Regions from separate parts of the Sus scrofa genome. Here regions 1 and 2 are each linked to region 3. The links are chromatin contacts, called in public Hi-C and promoter capture Hi-C maps. All regions are on one chromosome and are shown on one strand. Each heading gives the region's core, a stretch centred on a gene start, on an enhancer-like site or on the middle of the called end of the contact. The rest is flanking DNA. Distances are from core to core; before and after follow the strand shown. Region 1 overlaps CDH2 (cadherin-2). Region 2 overlaps CDH2 (cadherin-2). Region 3 holds the start of CDH2 (cadherin-2).

Evidence for each region. Promoter capture Hi-C pulls out the DNA fragments that hold promoters and counts their contacts. A called contact is a pair of places that touch in the nucleus more often than the background predicts.
Region 1: a Hi-C map of heart right ventricle shows a contact between it and region 3, with 4 times the contacts expected there. The contact joins the enhancer-like site here to the promoter of CDH2 in region 3. A contact is called at or near these places in 1 of 5 promoter capture datasets (liver) and 4 of 47 Hi-C or Micro-C datasets (brain, embryonic fibroblasts, epiblast stem cells and 1 more).
Region 2: a contact with region 3 is called in a promoter capture Hi-C map of liver, with 2.7 times the contacts expected there. The contact joins the enhancer-like site here to the promoter of CDH2 in region 3. A contact is called at or near these places in 1 of 5 promoter capture datasets (liver) and 7 of 47 Hi-C or Micro-C datasets (embryonic fibroblasts, epiblast stem cells, fetal heart ventricle and 2 more).

What each region holds. Positions count from the first base shown.
Region 1 is chr6:112,523,511-112,526,888 of Sscrofa11.1, forward strand. All of the region lies in intron 2 of CDH2 (cadherin-2), which reads right to left. Among named protein-coding and RNA genes, the nearest start is that of CDH2, 100 kb to the right of the region's middle. Within about 2 kb of position 2,076, at least 8 of the 83 cell types and tissues checked have an H3K27ac peak or open chromatin away from gene starts, as enhancers often do.
Region 2 is chr6:112,554,280-112,557,616 of Sscrofa11.1, forward strand. All of the region lies in intron 2 of CDH2 (cadherin-2), which reads right to left. Among named protein-coding and RNA genes, the nearest start is that of CDH2, 73 kb to the right of the region's middle. Within about 2 kb of position 1,267, at least 7 of the 83 cell types and tissues checked have an H3K27ac peak or open chromatin away from gene starts, as enhancers often do. A contact at or near this core is called in liver, where this site is marked.
Region 3 is chr6:112,627,245-112,630,927 of Sscrofa11.1, forward strand. CDH2 (cadherin-2) reads right to left here and starts at 1,829. Exons shown (of 16, transcript XM_021096205.1): 1 at 819-1,829. The coding sequence starts at 878. It overlaps LOC110261188 (a long non-coding RNA gene), which reads left to right and starts at 1,201. Exons shown (of 3, transcript XR_002345075.1): 1 at 1,201-1,339; 2 at 2,503-3,683.

The sequences.
Region 1 (3,378 bases), core at 826-3,325, 100 kb before region 3:
AAAGTACGAGTCAAGATAAATATTCACTGAAGCCCAGAGTGGATCCACTTAAAACATTTTTTAAGCAAATAGCTTATATCTCAACATTAAAATTAACTTTTAGGAGTTCCCGTTGTTGTGGTGCAGCAGAAAGGAATGCGACTAGGATCCATGAGGATGAGGGTACGATCCCCGGCCTTGCTCAGTGGGTTAAGGATCCAGCGTTGCTGTGAGCTGCGGTGTAGGTCACAGATGGGGCTCGGACCCTACATACCCTACATCGCTGTGGCTGTGGTGTAGGCCGGCAGTTGTAGCTTGGATTCGACCCCTAGCCTGGGAACTTCCATATGCTGCACGGGTGGCCCTAAAAAGCAAAAAAAAAAAAAAAAAAATTTCAAGGAACATTTTAAAATCATAAGGAATCCCTCAAAAATGAACAGTTTTTAAAATTTTTAACAAACTAGATGTGATATTTTATCTGCTATGGGTTTTCTGTTTTGTTTTTTTTTTTTTTGCAAGTTGCACTATTACAAATTTTACTTCTTAGATTATCCTAGAGAAGTAAATTTTTTCTATTATATGAGAAAAGCACAACATTAATTGTATTATTTCACCTATCTTGTGTAACAATGCTTCCTGGGGAAAATACCATCTGGCTGCATAAGACTTTCCTGAATAATGATTACACTGCATTTGTAAAATTAATTATTTTCTATGCTACGAGCATCAGCACATGTCAGCATGGTTAAATGGTTAGCTTAGTGGCTATGGAACTAAGCCACATATATTTTAACATATAGAGTAATGAAATACATGTGAATAATGTTTGCCAAAAGTGAAACATTTCAGAATAGGGTATTTCATTCATTTCAGTCATTTAGAATATGGTATTTCAATAAGGTATATTGAAGGTATATTGAAATGCCGCATAGCACATGCAGGTCAGAAAGTGAAAGGTTAGTATTTTCTTCACTTCCATCCCTTAAATAGCATCTTTTTCTATATCAGTTCCTCACATTATATCAGGTTCAAAATTAAGTTCATAGCTTAGTAAAAAAAAAATCTTGTTATGAACTATTCATAGGCCTATTATAACCGAGTGACTGATCCAAATATTTTCTTCTTATTATAAGGATCACAGCCACCTCAGGGTTTTTAAAAAAAGTTTTAAAAATGACAACCAATACTTTCAGGCTTGGTTACATTTCTTCTCTGGAGACTTCTTTATAACATAAGTTGATTTGGACTAGCCAAAGTGGATCCACTTCCTATTAAGCATTTTGCCACATTAAAGATTTTAAAGGCATCCCCACCTAGAAATTAATCTCCATTTCACCTACAAACTGTTCAAAGATTCACAAAGCAATTCTGATCATTTCATTAATCCTATTTTATATTCGATTATAAAATGGGTACATTACACGTGTTGTTTTATGACCACACAGCTGTTTCTTAAATGGTTGTTTTCTTAATTGTACTTGAGTTTAGTTTCCTGAATCTAATGAAAACACACTTTTAAAAAATGCTTCATTATTTAGGACACAGGGGGAAAAGCACAGGAAAAATACCATCAATACCCATAGATGAGTGTGTGTCTTAAGGGGAGTATTTCAGCACTGGCAGAGGGTTGGTTTGCACCACTTCAAAGGTTCTTTCCTACTCTGGTCTATGACCACAGGAGTAGGGTTTGTTGTTCTTCACAGTGGCCTAAAATAAAGGGCTCTAAAAATACTTCGGAGCAGCCTAAAAGCAAGTAACAATTTATGCCAACCCGAGCAGAAAAGAATGCTGATATGAAATTTCCTGCCCATGAACTTCCTAGGGGAGAAGTCCTAGAAGACACGTGTGTTGTTGGTGATCTTTTAGCCAAGCCAGTGTTTCAATTAGCTCCTGGAGACACAGATAGTATAATTAAGTCACTAAAGATAACATCCCCCAAGAAACTCATTTTCAGCATCAGGACAAAGCCTCCAGCAGTACCTTGCCTACATTTCATGTTTTATCGTCCCTGTCCACCTCTGCTAGAGGTGCTTGCTAAGGAACAGACAAAGAGGCCAAAGTCACAGGATGGGCAGAAGACCAAGAATGCGAAAAGAAAGGGCATTGTTCCAACAGAAACCTAGGTAATCTACAGTTTAAGCACAAGCACTATCGCACCAGGACAGAACCACACTGACCTGAGTAGAAAACAGCAAGGGAAAAAACAAAAAAACTATTTTAAAAATCTTTCAAACACAGCTAAAGGATCATGAATTATTAAGAGCTGGAAAAGACCTTAAAGACCATTTTATGGCAGGGGAAACTAAGACCCTAGAGATAAGTAACTCACTCAAGGTCACGAAGCTGGTTAGCTGCTGAACAAGAACCAGAACCTCATTTTCAGGCCAGGGTTTACTCACCAAATCCCCACTTTCCTGAAGCTTGATTTCCATACATTCTCTCATTCCTCAAAGGTATGATAAATTTTAAGGCTGAGTGAAAATACACATACACACACTACCGTCTAATGAATTAAACCATGATTTTCCTGAAGGGCAAATAGAAACAGCCACGGATATCACAAGGCGGGGGAGGGGAGAGCAGGGGGCAGAGGTGTGGGGTGGAGGTGGGTGGATCATTCTCCTAAATTCAGTATTTGGAGAGCATACTAGCTTGGCTCTATGATCAACTCCTCCCATTCACATTTGGGGGGCGGGAGGGTGAAAAGATACATATTTTGGTTTATTTAGTTTCCCATCTGCCTCGCAGAGTTCACCAGAGAGCAATTTTGCAGCGTTGAGAGAGCTGTCTCCAGCTGGGTTCACACATAATCTGCGGCCTGTCCTGGGTAGCCAGTAAGCAAATCAGCCATGAAGACTTTTGCCTGACAAATTCAAGCTACCAAATACCAATGGTACATGACTCCGTGTGCTAGCAGCTAGCATAAATGAATCCTAATTATTTGCTTCTCTGTATTATACCTATTAGCCTCTGAGTTTTTACGAATATCACTCAAAGGCAGGGCTCGCCGTTTTTATGCTGCCTGACAACTAGCAAGCACTATTAAAGACAGAATTCAACCCCTTACTCAGAATTCTAGGGACATCAAGGGGGTAGGTTCATCAAGAGCCACTGAGCTCAAACACAATAGGAAAGGACTTTGATGTTTCCTTAGCTGTTGTTTCTTTCTTTTGTTTTCAAGGGGGATTCAAGAGTACCAAACGGTAACAGCAAGAATCACCAACACTTCAAGGCTTGCTTTTTGTGTCGTCAAGCATCTGAGAAATGGCCAGAGATCTCCCTGTTACCTGGTTTCTCCAAGATACTACCAACATGTTTCACAGAGAAGGAAGGATACTGGGAGGCAATGGAGGGTGCGTACACACCCCCCCATCATCATAATCATCACTGTCAACATAT
Region 2 (3,337 bases), core at 17-2,516, 74 kb before region 3:
CAGGCTTTCTCTTCTTTTTTTAATAAATTTTATTGGGGTATAATTGATCTACAATTTTGTATTAGCTTCAGGTTTTACAGCAAAGTGAATCAGTTACGTGTGTGTATATATACACATATGTATGTGTGTGTGTGTGTGTGTGTGTTCTTTTTTCCTATATAGGTTATTACAGAACATTGAGTGGACCTCTCTGTGCCATACAGTAGGTCCTTATTAGTTATCTTTCATATATAGTAGTGTGTATATGTTAATCCCATCCTCCCAGGTTATCTCTCCTCCTCACAGTTTCCCCTTTGGTAACCTAAGTTTGATTTCTATTACCAAATCTAGAAGCCCAACAGCCTGGCCTCCCTCCCTCCCGCTGACCCAGACAGAGATGCTCAGACGTAGGGCACACACGCGCGCGTGCGCACACGCACACACACACACACCCCCCATCCCTCCACTCCACCCGGGCAAGGGAATCTCACGTTCCTTCTTTTCTCTTTGGTTTCATCTGTAATTTGAATGTTACTCAATATAACCTTGAAATAGAAGTGGCTTTCTTAAAGATTGGAAACATATGTAGTTGAGGTAATGACACTGTCCACATTCAAAAAAGAAATAACTCTTGGGCTATAATTTGTGGAAGCAGAACAAAAAATAAATCTTAGGAATCGTCTAACCAAGACCTATCGTTTTATAAATGAAGTAACTGAGGATCAGAGGGGCAGGTGTTGTTTCTTTGAAATGAAAAACACAGATGTCTGGATCCGCCTGAAACTTTTTGAGCAAGAAGAGACAAATGTAGGCAGAAAGACTACTAACCTGCAACGTCAGAAATTCAAATTCTGGTTTAAACTGTGCTATCCATTAGCATGAAGAACTTAAAAAAAAAAAAAAAAGGCATTTCCCTTCTTTAAACCTGGTTTACTAATATGCAACATGGAAAGCTTAAAACAAACTGTCTCTAAGGTTTTTTTTCCCCCAGATCTAACGTTCTACAATCTAGTTCCAAACAAAACAAGAGGAGATAAGGAGAATAAATAATAACCAGAGTAAACAGCTTAAGTGCATGTGCAGTGATTGCTTTCAAAATTTTAAGCTAACCAAGTGACACAAATGTACACTTTATAATATTTTCCTCCCTGGTCTCTCTCACAGAGACATAGTTTTAGATGTACAAAACTGGAAGGACAGTTTGACCTTAGCATTTAAGGGTAGCAGACAATGACCCTGACAAACAATTAGCTGACAAGAGTTAGATATATTTAGCATTTAAGAAATGTACTATCAGTACACTCAAAGTATTTGGAGCCTTTCGTCATCAGGAGATAGAACACGAATCATGTCTGTGTTACTACCCGGCCACTCATCAAATCTCTTCCACTATGAATGCAAGACGCTGTGTCTCTGGAGCTGGTTTGTTTCATGTTTCAGCTCCACAGCCACAGACGAATTCACTGATCCAAAAGAAAACCTTCTGACTTTCTGCACTTGCTGTCCTCAAATGGGTTAGTGATGTCTCCGCCTGCAGAATTCCACATCCTGCTCTTAATGAGCAGAAGAGCAATGGGGGCTGTTCTCAGTAGAGACGATGCCAAATGGCCAGTGAAAAGGCCAGCTCCAAATTCCTTTGAATGAGGCACCTAGGTGACAGATTCAGCAAAAGGCTATGAAGTTCATGTAGAATTTCACTAAAGCTTCAAATGCTCTTTAATTCACCAGGCTGGTTTGAAAACAAAAAAAAAAGTTTCTTAAGAACACATTGTAGTGCTTCCTCGGTCATCTTTTAGGATCCAATAACCTTTACGTCCAAGAAGTCATGTACGTGACTTCTGATAAATGTCCTCTAATTAGTCACTTGAAATTTATTTTTAAAAGAAGAATAAAAAAGACCTCCTAGGGGCCTCTGTCTACATTCAAGTAGCAGATTTACAAACTCAAACAAGCAGATCAAAGCTCACACTCAATGACCCCTTATCTCTGCAGGCTGGCAAGCAAACAAGGCACAACCATTGAAAGGGTGTCCACTAATGCTCTTAAGAAAGAAAGTCAAAGGCAGAGAGAAAACATAGAGAAGGAAATCAAAGAGGCCAAATTTGTAGAACCACAAAAGAAAAGTTTGATACATTCATCATTTTTTGCTAAACTTTAATACTAGAAGAGTGTAAAAAGTAAACGGAAGCATTCACAGAATATGAAGACAGTTAAATATTCTTCCCACATCATATACTTTATCAGGCCTTGAGTAAAATACTGAATCTGGGTGTTAAGGTGAAAATAAACTATACAGATTCTGGAGCAGCACTGCCTGATTAAAACATTATGTGAGTCACACGTGCAATTTTAAAGTTTCCAGTATCCAGTTTTTTGTGTTTTTTTTTTAAAAGGTAAAAAAGGGAGCTCCTGTACTGGCTCAGTGGGTTAAGAACTCAACATAGTGTCCATGAGGATGCAGGCTCGATCCCTGACCTTGCTCAGTGGGTTAAGGATTCTACACTGCTGTAAGCTGCGGCATAGATCACAGATGCAGCTTGGATCTGGTGATGCTATGGCTGTGGCGTCGGCCTGAAGCTGCAGATCCAATTCGACCCCTAGCCCAGGAACTTCCATATGCCTTGGGTGCGGCTGTAAAAAGAAAAAAATTAAATAAAAAAAATTTTTAACAATGAAAAAGCAGGTGAAATTAAATTTTAACAGATTTTATTTAACCCAACATATCCATATTATCATTTTAATATGTAATCAATATTTTTTAAAAGGAGACGTTTTATATTCTTTTTTTGTACTCAATCTTCAAAAAAGTATGCCAAATTATGAATGTACAGTAGCCACATCTGTCTGCTGTCCACCATATTAAATAGAACATTTAAATACACACATAATTAATTGTCTGGAATTCAAAAGTGTCAAAATACTGTGATAAGCCAGGAGCAGAGGGAAAAAAAAGATGCAAGAAAGGCATATGTTCACCAAAGATGTGGCACAAAATTCTGGGCTGCCTGAGAAAGGAAGGCGAGACAGAGACAGATTAGGCATAAGTGAAATATGAATGACTTAAATTTAGACACCAGAGAGATCTTCGTAGCAACTGGGACTGAGACATCTCTACTGCAGGCATTTATACAAATCCTCTTCCTCAGACGACCATATCAAATGTGCATGATTTTAAAAAATAACAGAATTAGCTCTGAAAAAAAAGACGGACTATGGAATACTACCACTATACATTCCATCAAGCTCTGAATGATGACTGCTAATGTATATAAAGTTACTTCCATAAAAAGTGAAATGATTAATACAAACTCTAAGGAGACACAATGAAGATACACATTTTCCTCTGAAAAAAACCTAA
Region 3 (3,683 bases), core at 579-3,078:
AGGGGAAAGCTGTCTGGCACTCTCCCCAAGGCGTGAAAAGTGCAGTCTCCCGGTAAAGGCGCCCCCAAGACGCACTCAGGGCAGAGGCAGCGGGACAGAAAAAGAATAATAGCCGAGTAACGGAACTTCTCCCCGCGCGGCAGGATAAGGGACCTGCGGGGCCCAGGGGCTGGATGCGGAGTCGCCGACCCGAGCAGACTTTTGGGGCAAAGGGGCGAGGTTTTCTTTCCAGGTAAGAGCGAAACAGAAAACTGATAAGGCAGAAAAACAAAAATAGGAAGCAACTCTGGGCTGGGGGTAAAGACAATAGGACAGAGGAGCCCTCGGGCACCGGGAGGCGCGCGGGTACCAGGGTGGGGTAGGTAGAGGCAAGTCCCGTAACTAAGACATCAGAGTGAGAATTCTTTCTGCAAACTCGCGACCTATCCCTGCAGAAATAAACAAAAAAATTGGAGCAAAGTGCAAGGCGAGGGGCGAGAAGCTTAGGAAACTGCAAAACCAGAGCCCTATCCTACCTCAGTCTTCTACTGCCTAGAAACACCCGCCGCGAGCTCGCCCGACCCCGCTGGAGGAGCAGAGGGGGCCCCGGATTAGCCTCTTTGCGACCCGCCAAGAGTGGCGCGGGAGACTGGTTGGCCCCAGCAGCCCTGTCCCTGCGCACGGCCCAAGCCTCGTGTCTGCGCAGCAACCGTCCGCGCGGTGCGGCACCTCCCTTCCCGGGTGCGCAGCCCGGCCCCGCAGCGGCGCGGGGAACAAAGGGACCCGGCGCTGCCTGCCCCACCCCGCCCGCAGCCCGGCCCGCGGGGACCGCTGCGTACCTGAAGCAGAGCCGCCAGGAGCGGCAGCAGGGTCCGCGGCGCTCCCAGTATCCGGCACATGGAGGCGGAGAGGGGCCGAGCGAGGAGCCGGAGGCGTCGGCGGCAGCAGCGGCAGCACCAACAGCGGCGCGGAGAGACGGCTCCAGGCAGTTTCCACCCCCTTCCCTTCCCCTCCCCACCCCACCCCCTTCGCCGCCGCTCTCTGCTCCCCGCCAATGGAGAGAGAGCTGATGACAAATAGCGGGCCGCGGAGTCGGGACTCGCACCACGAGTAATAAAACAGACCTAGAGATCAAGGAGCTGGGGAGGGGCGGGAGAGAAGGCGGGCGTGCGCGTGAGTGCGTGTGTGTGTGTGTGTGTGTGTGTGTGTGTGTGGCCGCGGTGGCAGCGCAGGCGGCTCTGCTCTGGCCCAAAGCGCAGCGGAAGCCAGGAGGGATGCAGGCGGCGGAGACCTTGGCCAGTGGAGGATGCGGAGGTGGAAGTGGAGCGGCTGGCGCTCCCCAGGAGCTCCGCAACGCGAGGTTTCGGGCTCGGGTTTTGCTTCCTCCGGGTCCCTTCTCCAGGGCCGCTCTGCAAGATGAAGACGCGGGCGAGAGCGCCGCGGGGAGGGCGCTCTGGGCCGCGCGCGCTGCGCCCACAAAGGGCAGCAGTCCCGCCGCCTGGCTCCTCTGCTGCGTGGGAGGCAAGGACCGCTTCTCCGCTCCCCTTTCCGGTCCCCCTGAGAGTTGGAGACTATTCTCCGGCCTCTGCCGCGCGGGAGTGAGGCCAGGGGCCCGCCCGGCCGCTCCCGCCGCGGCTCCGTCCCGCGCAGCTGCCGCTACGGCCGCCCCTGCTGCCCGCGCGCCGGCACCCGCCCGCGGGTCCTCGCCCCTTTCGGCTCACTCGCGCGCGCCGCCCCCACCCCCCGCCGCCGCCCGCGCGCCCCTCTCGGCCTCCGCGAGCGCGACTAGGGTGAGCCGCCGCCACCGCTCTCCCCGCGCGCTGCCCGGCTGCGCAGCCAGCTCCCCGCTCCGATCCCCTCCCGCTGCCGCCGCCCTCGCCCCCGCCTCCCTCCTCCGCCGCGGAGCTTCCCCGCCCGCGTCGTGGCCAATCGGAGGCCACCAAGCTGCGGCGGTAGCCGGCGGGATCCGCGGCAGCCGCCCGCCCCCGCCCCACCGAAGCGCCCCATTTTTGCTGCAGCCCGAGGGGGGCCGCGGGAGGGAAACCTGGGGATGTGCAGAGCACTGCCCGGCAGGTGTAGGGGCTGCGGGAAAGAAAAGAACTTGCGCCGGAACTTGATCGGTGGCAGGTTCATCTTTGGACAGCGATGGGGCATCAGATAGATGTTAGGCATTGAAGGGGGAATGCTTTCTTCACAGCCTAACGCACGCTTCGCTTCCCTTTCTGTTTGGTCATTCTTTCAAGATAGACCGTTTTTCTGGGCAGGGACAGACACAGCAAACTAGCGACGCGGGCAAAGCCCATGCTGGCCATTGTTGTCTGCGGCGCTTGCCAGGAGCCACCTGCGGGCGGGCAGGGCGGAGGCCCATCGGCTTCTCTGAAGCGCTCGCACCTCTCCCTCCTTTGCGGATGTGCTGGACCAGCCCAAGTTTCTGTGTGCTTGTTTTGTTGTTATTCTTTCTGGGGGTTTGAGAGTGCGTGTTATTCTGTTTGAAACCTCCCATTTTCTGTTTCTGCTCCTTAGTGGTGCTGTTCACATTTTTTAGCAAACGGTTGAAGGGACTTTGACTCCCTCCCTACACCACCCGCAACAACGAAAGAAAGAAAAAGAAATGGGGACACAACCTAAAGGCCAGAACTTGCCGTGAAAAATAGGATTATCTAAGAGATGAAATGACTGATTCAGAGTTCAATCCAAGTAAAGGATTTTTGCTTCCTCCTTTTGAGGCACGGAACTTGGAGTGGAACACAAAAAGTGAGAGACTTTACAAGTTGGGGTCACAAGCATTTGTGGAATGGAGGGAGGGGTGAGGAGCAATTGATTTTGGCAAAGTGATAAGGTTTTATCAGAACTTTTTTTTTAGATTTTTTCAAGTAAATGAAAATATCGGTTTTTTCCTAAGGGTTTTAGCACTTCGGAGGTCATCCACCTTCTTTGCTTATTGAACTTTACTCTTCTGCTTCGGGTAACTGAAGTATTAACATTATTTGAGTTTCAGGATACTGATCATTTGAGAACTTGATAATGAATCTAAAAATCAAGTAAAAATTTATTTGATGTAAGTAATGCAGCTTTTAATGTGCTGTTGCTGGCTAGGCTTTTAAATCAGTATGCAAACGGAAGTTTATTCAATTTTAATTAAAACATAATATCGTCAGCCTTCAAAAAATGAAACTCAAAAAAAATTTTTCTGAATTTTCTTTCCAAAAGGATAAGGAAGAATATGTTAATTACATTTAAAGACAAAAGGCTCCATTTGTTCTTTTGCTTACTTCTTTGCTAGATATTGTCACACTATTGCCAATCAGCCTAAAATTTCTCCTTGCCATAGGGTATTCATAAATTCCACTTTCAATAAGTCATGCATAGTAGTAAAACATTTAGTGGCAAAATGGGGATAGTATTTGTTGTGTACCAAAGTGGGATTTATAAATCCCATCTCCATGCCTAAGAATTAAGCTTTGACCCTGGACTTGAGGCCTTAGTTGCATCCTCACCACTCCCAACAGTAGCCATTGATGTTTATTGCCATTCTGATTAATTTAAATGTAGAAGAGATTTCAACATGAATAACTATTGCTTGTTAGTATTATTTGCTTAAAGTTTTAAACCGTGTGCCCCTTACAAATTGAACTCTTATTATGACTTCAGAATCTGCTTTGGAATGCCTGTCAGTCAACTTATGCTCTGATTGCAGTAGTTTT